2 separate regions of the Mus musculus genome follow, and region 1 is linked to region 2. Evidence: chromatin contacts called from public promoter capture Hi-C data. All regions are on one chromosome and are shown on one strand. The core of a region is the stretch at or near the end of the contact, and the rest is flanking DNA. Distances in the headings are between cores, read along the strand shown.

Region 1 (6,432 bases), core at 244-2,743, 370 kb before region 2:
CTTGTCATTTTTTTTCCTTGTTTCATTTCTCGCTGACTTTCATCTGCAGATGCCCTCCCATTGGCCTGGGCCAGGGGCCTTCTGGTGTAGATCTGTTATTCTTGCTAGGCTCTCTCTCCCTGACTGTGCAGTTGACCCTCTATCTCTGCTGCAGGGGCGAGCTGCCTTGCTACAACACTTTCTTGGCTGTGTCTGTTAGTTTTAACGCCCTCCTTCTAAGACAGAGAGTTGATTCCAGTCTCATTCAAAAAGAGGAAGGTTAAAGGAAGCCAGCAATAGGGGTGTCAGGGAGTGAAACTAAAACAGTGCACCCAGTAGGGCTACAGGAAGGATTTCATTCTGTTGTAAGGAGGAGGAACATGAGATTGACAGCCATATAAGGAGAAAGGCCAAAGTTCAAATCCTGACATCAATAATTACTAAGTGATTTTACCCTTGGACAAGTCACTTAAATCACTGCACCTTGGGTCTCAACTTTCTCCTCTGTGCATACTTCCAAGGATTGCGTTAAAGATTAAATTAAATTGTGGGATGAATAGGAATACACTTTGTACTTTGTACAGAATAAGTTCTAAGAAGAAAACAGAGAGATAACATGTGGACTTCACACATTCCTTTGGGATATTTCTGGGTTAGGACCTGGCTTATACCAGCTTTAATTCAATTGTTCATCTCACTGATCAAGATGAGGATCCTGCACTTTCCTTAAATAAAAATGCTTACTTAGAACTGGAAGCTGGCTAAGCTCCCCACCCCCACCCACCCCCACAACAGCTAAGCCCTTCCTTCTGAGCACAGTTCTTCACTATGGTTCCCCCACTCAGGTGGCCCTCTGGGTCCATCTATCTACAAAAATAAGCTACGATTAAAAAGAAGAAAGGGAGGACTTTCTCCAAGGACTTTCCTGTGTGTTTTTAACAGGGTGAAGTTGCCCCAGGGTTAAGCACTGTGTTACCAACTGATGGAACACAGAGGCTTGGTCCCTGAACAGTAAGGTTCAACTTCCCTTCTTCATATTCTCCCCCAAATGCCTGCTGGGTGTCTGTTTAATTAGTGAGCAAATAGTGATTCCCAGAGATTATAGAGTCTTTAGCGTTCACGAGGAGAGAGTCCCAAATGTTTTCCCAGCAGTATACACAATCATTTCCTACTTTTAAATAGTAGGCTGATCTGAATATTAACTACTTGCCAATTTCAACACACCTCTCCTATAAACATCCCCTTCCTGGGCTGGGAGGAAGCCCACACGAGGTGATCCTGTGTCGTTCTCTAACTTTCTTTTTTTATGATTGGTGCAGAGCATCTGATTATTTCCAGGTGTTTCAGATTTTCTCATGGCCTCCTTGTTATCCCCCCACCCCCACACCCTTTGAGTCCCTTTGGCAATGAATGTGACCATGAGATCCAAAGCCGTAAAGGATGTATTCGCCACTTCCCTCTTATGTCTGTCTCTTTACTTAACCACAAGCTCACTGTCTTTATCCATGTTAATTCCCTGGGGTATTCACACAGCATTTGTGTTGAGTGCCTTAATTTTGATCTTCCCTAATCAGTCCCTGCCAGATGGTAGTTAAAGTTTAATGGCCCCTGTAAAAAAAATGGTTCCCTTTCTTCTTTCATCAGTCATGTGTGTTTACTTAGCGAACTGCTGGATGTTCGGAATGAACACAAAGTGACCACCAGCAAAACGAATTCAACAAACACACCAACTTAATACTTTTCATGGTAGCTAAAGATGTTGCCTGCCGCTATCCAACCGCCCATTACCCTTACCTTTTATCATCTCTCCGTGGCTGCCCTGTTAGTTTTCTCTTCATTTTATCTCCTTTCTCGGGTTGCTGGAGGCCTGGCAGTCTTCAATATGAAGCGATTAAAGTGTGTAGACACATCTCAGCTCAGTCACATTTAAGTGCTAGCTTGATGGCATTTGGCATGTTGGGAGAGCTTTCCACACCCAAAGGATCCAAGAAAAGCATCGTTCTTTATGATTCAGATAAAGACGCAGAGACAGCTCAAGAGGCCACCCAAGAGGCCATGATAGAAACTTGGCACCCTCAAGAAATAAAATAAAGAGGCCGATACATATAACAAAGCCATCTCTAAATAAATACCATGTCCTTTGTGTCTTTACTACATCCTACCACGATTCCTGAGGGAGCCGGTCCAGAACTAGTAATTAAATAAGGACAGTACATGCCATTTTACAGATGAAGTAACTGAGATGAGTCATATCACCTGATGTCTTGCCAGGCCACACACATATCTCTACACGTTTCCCGTCTCTTAGATTTATGGTCAATTTATTAAAATATGTAAGGCTATTTAAAAGAAAAATAAAAAGAAACCAAACAAAAGAGTATCAGCATTTTTAAAACAAGCATTCTGGGTGACTTTATATACACGCACCACTGAAAGCGTCTTGGTCAGTGACCAGCCAACTCCCCTGTCTGTTTTTATAAATAAAGTTTTATTGGTGCATAGTCGGGTTCATTCCTTTGCTCACTGTTTATGGCTGCTTTTACATTGTGGGACTTTCATTCTGTTGAATTGTTTCACCAGACACTGGATATCCTACAAAACCTAAAGCCGTTACAATCAGATCCTTCCCGACAAGGTTTGCCAATCTCTGCATTTGGAATTATGTCATTGTATATTATGCTATTTCTACTTTAAAACTTTTACTCATGGCACACGGAATGTTTATTAGGTGTTGTCAAACACTGATTGAAATGACGTTGATCGACAATAGCATTTCAAATGTGAAAGGTTCTAGAATCACCTATTAAAATGTCTGTTTTAATTATAGTGATCACCTTGAAGAGTTAAGAAACTACAAATGCTCAACAACCTTTACAAGATTTATTTAATTCTTAATTAAATATATGTGTCTCTGTGTGTATGTGCGTGTGAGTGCAAGTTCCCACAGAGCCCAGGAGAAGGCATCAGGTTCCCTAGGGCTGAAGGCATCTCTGAGTTGCTTGGTGTGAATGCTGGGAACAGAACTCTGGTTCTCTGAAAGAGCAGGAAGTACTCTTAACTCACTGGCTCCTCACCAATGTTGTGATAATTTAGGAAGCAGCATATGGCCACTACATAACCTGCAATGTAGACAAGTCACAACCTAGCAATTGGGGGTAAATACTGATATTTGGCTACATTTTTAGTATGTAGTTTAAAGAAAGATCTATGATCTCTCTAGTTTCTTCATCTAGAATTAGTGTTATATAATCAGTATTCTTAGAGCCCGTTACAGCATATTCTATTGCCTTATTCTACCTTCCCAAAGTAAAAATAGCCTCCATGCTCTTGCACCCCACCAAGAGAGAGAGAGGTTGCTTTACACTCCCATGAGTTTATGGTTAGTCCCAGTTTTTACAAAGCCCCTACAAAAGCCCTGAGTTCTGCATGATCTCAGTCTGATTCTCAGGTGAGTAAAGAAGAAACCGTACTTCAGAATGAAGATCATCGGGTTGTACTGTGAAAAATATTTAACTCGTGACTACATATCAGGAGACTTGTGGTACTGGAGAAATGGAAAAAGTGTGCCCAGGTAGAAGACAAGACAGGCCTCAACTTTCCAACAGGATTTTGAATGGAGACAAAGCATTAGTTAAGAAATGTAAACGTCAGGGAAGGGAAGGCTGGAGAGAAGACTGGGTCTGTAAACTAACTGCATTGCAAGCTTGAGAAATGGAGTTTAAGATCTTCAGCACCCTGTGTAAAAAGCACACACACACACACACACGCAAAATCTTTTTAAATTAAAAAAAAAGTAAGTAGTGATTTCAAAGACCTTCCTAGAGTGAAATAAACCATCCATGCTGTGGAGCAGGATTCAAATCTCAGCATCCATTTTAAAAGTAAACTACAGCCTTGCTTTCAAAATACAATATAACTTTTTGGAATATTTTGTTCATAAACAAAGAGCTTTGGTGTTTATAGCCAAGACCCCCTCCCTGTGTGCTTGTTCACTGTTCTTAGTGACCAGGGGCCTCTAAAGGAAAAGTTAGAGAGGCCTTTCCTATGGGGAATGAACTCGGAGAGTCTAGTGGCGGGTGGGGAGAAAGGCTCTTGTACCTTTGAGTTGCTGTGTCAGAATTTATAGTCTGACATCCCTGTGCCTCAAAACTTCTACCCAGCCCTAAGAAGTTTATTCCTCCAGTATGTGTGTAAGCAAACGATCAGAGCAGCTGATTTATGCATTCTCAGGAGCTAAGGTATGCTGTCCTCATGTTCAATAAATTACTGTGGGCAGACGTCAAACAGTGTACATCCACCAACTGATCTATACTTTCCAAGCAAGGGAGACAGTGGAAGAAGATGAAAGATGGGATGGGAACCAAGCCAGGACATTCTGTACCAACTTACGGACTGAACTAACCCAAGTACGGCTTTGGGCTGTGATTTCTCCATCTGTCCATGAGACTTTAGACCTAACCATAGATCCACATGTGCTAAATATAAAACCTTTAGAAAATCTCTTTCTTTTTATGTATGCACACTGTAGCTGTCTTCAGACACACCAGGAGAGGGCATCAGATCCCATTACTGATGGTTGTGAATCACCATGTGGTTGCAGGGAATTGAGCTCAGGACCTCTGGAAGAATAGTTAGTACTCTAAACCGCTGAGCCATCTCTCTAGCCCCCTCCTTTATAAAATCTTAATAGCTACTGTGTACTTGTTACTACTAGAATCTTCTTTCTTTCCTATATACAAGCATATCCTGCCTACCATGTCTCCTAAGGAGTGAAAGTACAGTTATTTTATATGGATGGCTAATCTGTTACTTTGTTAGAAAATAATAATCACTGCAAGCAATGCTGGTAGTGGACAATTTTGTTAAAAAGAGTGTCTGGCAGAGAGAGATGCAAAGATGCTATCATCAGACTCAACAATGCAGCTTAAGAGAAAAATGTTCATTTCTCTCTTGGGTTATGACAGCTGCAGATAGGCAGCCTCTGTTCCAATGCCACCCAGAGACTAGAGATGGGAACATAACTGCTTCTTCCTCATGTGGCTTCCAGGGTCACCTTGTTTTTGCTATCCCAGCCACCACGAGGAAACAAACCAGAACCAGATATTCACAAAAGGCAACTTGTTTACCTCACTGCCTCGTTGCCGCCTTCCTTCCGTTGGTAGCAATTCAATCATATCTGTGCCATTAGTCTTGCAATGAGGAGTGGGAAATGGGCCATGTCAGCGCAGACAGATCTCCACTCTATTGGAAGAAGAGCAGAGGACAGAAGCTCATGATCTGGGGAATGGGAGGAGGCTGAGGAGGAGGTTCGTCTGTTGCTCAGTGTATAGTTTGATACACTCACGTGTAATCTTAACAATCTCACATTTATACAGAATATTTAGATAAAATAAATCTGTTTCAATAAAACGCAGTTCACTCATTCTCTGTTTAGGAAAACTTGGAATTTATACAATTGAAGACTTCAAACTCTCTCCCCTCCCAGAACAAAGAGAACCTTTATTCTGGATATGGCCTTCACTTCTCTGTTAAATTTTGACATTGTAAAATTTAAAATAAAAACATGAAAACACACAATAATATGATTAATAGTAAAAACAAGCACCTTTTTTACTATGTCTCATAGTTATTAGAATTTTTTTTTTTTTTTTTTTTGGTTTTTTCGAGACAGGGTTTCTCTGTGAAGCCCTGGCTGTCCTGGCACTCACTTTGTAGACCAGGCTGGCCTCGAACTCAGAAATCCACCTGCCTCTGCCTCCCAAGTGCTGGGATTAAAGGCGTGCGCCACCACGCCCGGCTTAGAATTTCTTATATAAAACACCTATTCACAGATTTTTTTTAAGTTTTTTTTATTAGTTCTTCAAGGATTTTGTACAATTAGTTTTGACAATATTCACAGGCCATCACCTCCCCTCAGACGCACCCCTTTCCATACCCACCCACTTTGTCTTCTCTTTCCTTTTTCACACTTCAAGTCTAATTGTGCAGCCCATATGGTCAAAGATGTGTGGGCTTCAGGGCATGGCCAACCTTCCAGTGAAAACTCTCTTGAAGTAAATGGACTCTGTCTCCCAGCAGCTATCAGTTGCCTATGGTTCCTCAGCTAGTGGGGTTTCATGTCCACCTCCCCTCTCCATGCTGGGAGTGATCTGGCCTGGACATGCACGGTTTGTGTGCATGTTGTCATAAATACTGAGTTCGTATATGCAGCTGCCCTGTTGTCTTCAGAGAGCAATGCTGTCTTCTACTCATTCTCTGCCTCCGACTCTCGAAGTCTTTCTGCCTCTCTTCCCCAAAGAGCCCTGAACCGTAGGAGGAGAGGGAACAGTGTAGAGTTCCACTTAGGGCTGAGCATTCCACAGGCTCTTACTCTCTGTACCTGGGCCTGTTGTAGGTATCTGTGTTAATCTCATCTGCTGGAAATAGAGGCTTCTCTGATGAGGGTTGAGAGAT
Region 2 (6,072 bases), core at 1,220-3,719:
CAGCAGAGACTAAAGTTTGCTTATGTAACTGACACAATCCCAGGATTCCGCGTGGTCCAATCTTTGCATTGGTCCAGTTCAGAGAAATGGAGCAGAGAACACGTCTTTTCTCTCTTGAGAAAAAAATGTCAAAGCTGGGAGTAAGTTTTAAATATCTTAACAATGTCCCTTAAAATTACAATCCAGCTTTCTCTGTCACTATCAAGTCAGTCCTGGCTGCCTTCCTGTTTGTCCAGCCTCCCCACACAGCTCAGGTCCTTCTCGGACCTAGCGAACCCCCCCAGCCCCCCCCCCCCCAGTCATTGTCATTCACTCTGGTCTCCCCCAGCAGGCAGGCAGTCGCAGTCCTGTTTTTGCAGATGGCAGTTACTGAGACTCTGCAGGGCACTCTTCGGTTGCCACAGGAGACTCCCTCTTCTTGGTTTGTGCCTGATCCAGGGACTATGAAGAGCCAGCCGGAACAGTACTTTCCCATCAAAGCATTTCCTGCATTATCCAAGGGGCCAGACCCAGCTATAATTTCTAGTCACTGGTGTCCTAGTTAGGGTTTCTATTGCTATGATAAAGTGCCATGACCAAAAGCAACTTGAGGACAAAAGGGTTTGTTTCAGCGTAGGGTTCTGCATACAATAGTGCATTTTCAAAGAGAATACTGACAGGAACTGACACAGAGCAAGAACTCAAGGCAGGAGCTGATTGGTGCAGAGGCCATGGATGGGTGCCATTTACTGGCTTGCTCCTATGGCTTGCTCTGCCTGCGCTCTGGATGCTAACCCAGGAACATCAGAACTGGCATCAGAAACGTCCCATTCTGGAGCCGGGGAGATGGCTCAGTGAGTAAAGTACTTGCCACACAAGAAAGAGGACCTGGTTTCAGATCATTAGCATCCACATAGGCATCTGGGCATGGTGCCCTGTGTCTGTAATCCCAGAGCCGGGGAGGTAGAGACAGATGAACCCATGCAGTTTGCTGACCTGCCAATCTAGCTTAATCGTTGAGTTCCAGGTTTAGTAAAAGACCCTATCTCAAGGAAGGTGTGACTAGGCATGGTGGCACACAGCATTAATGCCAGCGCCCCAGAGGCAGAGTCAGGTGGGTCTCTTTGAGTTCAGGGCCAGTCTGGTCTACAAAGCGATATCCAGAACAGCCAGAAGAAAGAAAGAAAGAAAGAAAGAAAGAAAGAAAGAAAGAAAGAAAGAAAGAAAGAGAGAAAGAAAGAAAGACAGTGAAGAGTGATTGAGAAAGCTGGCCTTCAATTGCCCAACATACATATATACATACATACATGTGTACACACAGACCACACACATGAACATATATACACACAAAGAAACATCAAATTCTGGCTTGTCTGCAACTTGTAGTCTAAGTGAACTCGGACACATCACAGGTAACTGATAAATTATTTCTCTGGCGGAGAAATGAGCCAATTCAAGCCAGATTAGCGATATTTATAAAGGCAGGTTTATTGGGAAACTGCACACAGGAGAGATCACTGGTTCCAAGAAATGAGGCCAAGTCGCCATGGAGAGGGAGACAGAGGGGGTGGGGGGAGTGGAGGAGGGAGGAAGAGAAAGAGAGAAAGCTCGCACAGAGAAAGGGAGAAAAGAGAGAAGGGCGGAGAGCGGAATGTCTGATTCATAAAGGGAAGAGCCTCTGGGGGGAGGGGAAGCCCAACCTCTGGGCTGGGAAGTTTAGAGTAGAGGGCATGCTTTGCCAGGTAGGTACTGAGGGATGCTGGGAGAACCCGGAAGCCAGGTCCACTTTGGTATGTTAAATATTCAGCCCAGTTTCTTGTTCTGGGTCTGAATCCCAACAGTAACACCACTCCGCTGAGGAGAGCGAAAAGGGAGACGTCAGGACTCTCTCCCTGACTCAGGGATGATGTCCTCTTCCGCTCTCAGAAAGGGAGAGCTTGTAACTAGATAGGACCGCCATGCCTACTGCTGTGAACCACAGCTCCAAGACTCAGAGGCCGCGAAAGAATCGAAGAATCTGGCTTGTGTCTCATAGGAAGCACTGTGTGATCCATTTGATCACAAAACTATCAACTTGAAGTGCATGGTTCAGAGCTTGTCTGTGTGTTTGGGGGTGGAGGTGAGTCTGATAGCACAGCACATACCTGTAAATATAAACACTCAGGGAATGAGGCCGGGGAATTGCAGATTAGCTTGGAGCATATAGAAAGACCCTGTCTGACAACAAAAATTCCAAACAATAACAAAATAGAATTTAAAAGTCCGAGCATTTCCGACAGACCAAGATAAAGGCAGATTCCTGGATAAGATTTGTCGGCCTTGGGAAAAAAAAAAAAACAAACCGTCAAATTCATTGCAGCCAGCTCTCCGACTGTTCAGTTCCTCCGGACTTCATGCCGCACAATGTCAGGAGCTGAGCTGGACTTTTGCTGAGACCCTTCTGAGGGGAGTCCTAGGCTGGCTTGCTTGGTGTTTCCGCTTGTGGATAGCAAAAGGCTTCAGAGCCCCGCGGGGGGGGGGGGGGGGGGCGGCCCTTTCAGAGAGGGCTCTGCGGCTGGATCACCACTTCAATGACCGTCTGTTGCCACCTGCTGGCCGCTGGGCTGCTGCACAGCACTGCACAAGGATGTTTCACGGGTTGAGGGGCGGGGGTGGGGGTGGGGGCTCCTAGGAGCCCCAAATGTGGTGGCACAGGACTTTTATCCCAGAAGTAGGTGAGTTCAAGTTCAGTCTTGTCTGCATAGCTAGTTCCAGGCTAGGCAGGGACCCCGTCTCAGTTAAAATAAAATTAAAATTCGGGTGGGACATAGGCAGCACTAATTAGGTTGGGTTGTAATTTTGTTTAAAAGAATAGGATGTGAATTTGGGAAGAGGATGGGCACAGGAGGAGTTGAGGGTGGGGGTTGGAAGTAGGTGTAACCTAAATACATTGTATACATACATGAAATTATGTAACAATATAATATAAAAATCTAATAAAGAATAAACTTTGTAATATGTGAATGGGGATAGAAGTGACAGATCCACTGTAATCCGTTCATCAAACCATGAAACTCAGTGAAACTCAGCTTTTGATTGCTTCTGTATCATGTCGTTTGATGAGCTTTTATAGATATGTTCTCTTTCATTCATTCACTAGTCAGTCATAAACACTTTGGAGGGACCCAGAATGGCACTGGCGTTATTGATAGAATGAGGGTCACATTCTCATTGTTGCCTCAAATAAAAGCAAGCAGTACAATCTATCCTAGTCTATTATTATTTTGATACAGGTCTGACAATAGCCTGGGCTGACCTGGAACCAGTAATCCTCTTGCCTCAGCCTCTGCAGTGGTGGGATTCCAGGCTGAGCTACCACACCCTGCCACTCTACTCTTGAATTATAATTTACTTCCACTTACCCCTCAGCAACAACGACTTACTGACTCTCCATCCTCCACAGGCTGAAGCAACAACCAAGAGCAAAGAGACCCAGGCATGACTCTTGTCACTGTAAAGTCCAGTAGAAGAGACAGATGTTGATCAACTGCAGAATTGACATCACAGTGCAATGTGGTAGGGTCAAAGGAACAGTTCCAATAAAAGGGGCCTCAGAGACCTCCTAAGTTCTAGATAGAGACTCAGGCTATTTGGTATGCACTGAAGTTACTTAAGCACTTCTGCCTTGGGGGGAGTGTAACCCAGTGGGCTGATCTGTATGTATAAAGATTCTCACCGCATGATTTTTTTATACAAGCTAATGCACACGGAGATATAAAGAAAGCTGCCCAAGTATCCAAAGATAAGAGTTGCTTAAGCAAATTATGGTATACTAAAAAAAAAAAAAAATCTAGAGCCACTGGATACGTCTCTTTTCTTCCTGCTCTTGGCTACACACTCACTGTTACTGGATCATTGTGATCTTCATGCAAATACGTTGTGAATTCTCCTCTTGAAAATAAGAAGGCCCCACCTCAATTTTTCCCCTACATCCCTCACTGTCTCCCACACGCCTCTTTGTCACCCTTTGCAAAGGTGCATCCCCAATTCTGCCCCCTCCTAAATCTGCTCTGGCCAGGACGCTGTGTGTGTCAAAGTCACCAGTGGTCTCCATGTCACTAAGTCCCACACTCATGTCACATGTGGTCCACTAGCAGTGCCAACACAGCCTCCCAGGGTCCTAACTGTCCCCTGCTCAGGTCCTCCTTCGGGCCCCCAGAGCTGTTCTGCCTTTCATTTTCCTCCCGTGTCTGGCTTCCTCTTTCCCAGTCTTCATTGCTCCCTCCTCCCTCCTCCCAAGCTTTGAATGTTCATTTTCTTCTCTACCTGCATTCACACCTTTAACCTGATCCATTCAAAGCTTTATCTATTTTACTTGTTTTTTAAAAGCTTTTGTCTTTAAATTGTTTATTGTGCTTATTTATGTATGTGTTTACCTGAATATGATATATGAACTGACTCATGTGCTAACACATATGTGCAGGTCTGAAGAACTTACAGGGCTCAGTTTTCTTTCCTCCATGTGGGTCCTGGGGATTGAACTGATCCATTTCATTGGCCTCATTCATTCATTCATTCATTCATTCATTTGGTGCTGGAGATGGAACCCAGTGCTTGCTAGGCAAGCCTTCCACTAGGAGCCACTCCCAGCCCCAGCCCTGACCTTCTTCAACCAGAGCTGTTGTAGCGCAAAGCCCTCTTTCCATGTTATTTATTCCTTACTCTTTGGAAATTGAAGCAGAAGACTCCGAATCTCCAGATTTGTTTCTCATCTGCTCTCATCTCTACCTTGTCCCGACTTGCTAAGCAATGCCAGTGAGTCCCAGAGAGAGTCTCCAGGACCCAGGAGAGACATCTTACCCTTCTAGCCTCTGCACAGCTGAGTGCCACCCCATGGCAGCCTTGGCTTTGCTTGGGACATCCTGGATCTTTGAGTGACTGTGGAGGAGTGTACCCCACTACCCTACTCCCACTCAGAAATCCATGAATGAAAACAAAACATTTGTTTATTATGAACAGCTATAGAAATTTTGGGGATTATTTGTACAGTAACTAGGGATGATTAACACACAACTCTAGAGGTTGGAGAGATTACTCTGCGGTCAAGAGCACCTGGTCCTGCAGAGGACCCAGGTTTGGTTCCCTTCACCCACCTGATGGCCCACAATCATCCATGACTCCAATCCAGGGCATCTGATGCCTTCTTCTGACTTCCGCAGGCACCAGGCACACACACGGTACACAGACATACACATAATCAAAATGCTCGTACACGTAAAATAAAACAAATAAATCTAAATGGTGCTTTTTAAAGAAAAACAATTAAAAATTAAAAACTAATTCTAAAAAAACATATAGCATTGCCGAGGAAGGCAAGAAAACTGATATTGGAGACTAAAGTGAGGCAAAAAAATCCCATGTTAGGTACTAGAAAATTGTTTAATAAAACTGTTGTCCCCAATTTCCTGGTGAGCAAAGTGTCTATTGAAGCCTGGGCCTCTAGCAAAAACATGGCGACACACACAGAGAATCTCTGCTCAGGTTTGACTCACTAGAATTCAGTCATGGGGCTCTGTATGGAGAAGAGGCAGATGGGAAGACAGGGTAACTCCAAATTCACAGGGTTGCAGGAGGGAGAAAGCTGGCTATTGTACCAGTTAACTGATACAATGTAAGCAGGAAAAGATAAGGTAGATGTTCAGGTCTGCCCTCTGTTCTGCAAGCCCCTTATCTATTTATTTGGCCCCTATGGAGTGGAATAATTTGACAGAACCCTGTCCTTAGGTTCAAGGTAAGAGACTTTGCTCAAGATCCAGCCCTGAAAGGACCAGGGCATGCAGGGAGCAGCAAGGGTGTCTTCATATGCCTGCTTTCTGCCAGAACCCACTCAAACTCTACAAAGAAGCCGAGTTTAGTTAATAAAATGCTTCAGCGTGAACAACTGCATGCTGCTCACTGCTGAGTATATTCCATTTGGGGGATCTTTTAAACAAAGGGCTTGAGACGTTGAAGGGCTCTGCTCTCTGCTTCCCTGAGGGAGAGTGGGTTGAGGGAGGCAGCAGGAAACAGGACTCTGGAACAAATGCCACTGGGGTGGAAGACTTCCCACGAAGT

Evidence for each region. Promoter capture Hi-C pulls out the DNA fragments that hold promoters and counts their contacts.
Region 1: a promoter capture Hi-C map of pre-B cells shows a contact between it and region 2, with 2.5 times the contacts expected there. The contact joins the enhancer-like site here to the promoter of Chrna1os in region 2. A contact is called at or near these places in 19 of 39 promoter capture datasets (the 3T3-L1 cell line, 3T3-L1-derived adipocytes, the C10 cell line and 12 more), 1 of 15 datasets of contacts at CTCF or cohesin (pro-B cells), 6 of 484 Hi-C or Micro-C datasets (B cells, the G1E-ER4 cell line, the HL-1 cell line and 2 more), 8 of 115 datasets of contacts at active chromatin or transcription factors (craniofacial prominence, embryonic basal ganglia, embryonic hindbrain and 3 more) and 1 of 9 other capture datasets (pancreatic islet).

Annotation. Positions count from the first base shown.
Region 1 is chr2:73,947,837-73,954,268 of GRCm38.p6, reverse strand. It overlaps Gm39851 (a long non-coding RNA gene), which reads right to left. Exons shown (of 3, transcript XR_866446.1): 2 at 6,359-6,432; 3 at 5,116-5,220. Among named protein-coding and RNA genes, the nearest start is that of Gm38603, 10 kb to the left of the region's middle. Within about 2 kb of position 1,493, at least 12 of the 459 cell types and tissues checked have an H3K27ac peak or open chromatin away from gene starts, as enhancers often do. A contact at or near this core is called in pre-B cells, where this site is marked.
Region 2 is chr2:73,581,257-73,587,328 of GRCm38.p6, reverse strand. Chrna1os (cholinergic receptor, nicotinic, alpha polypeptide 1 (muscle), opposite strand) reads right to left here and starts at 2,469. Exons shown (of 2, transcript NR_153820.1): 1 at 2,322-2,469.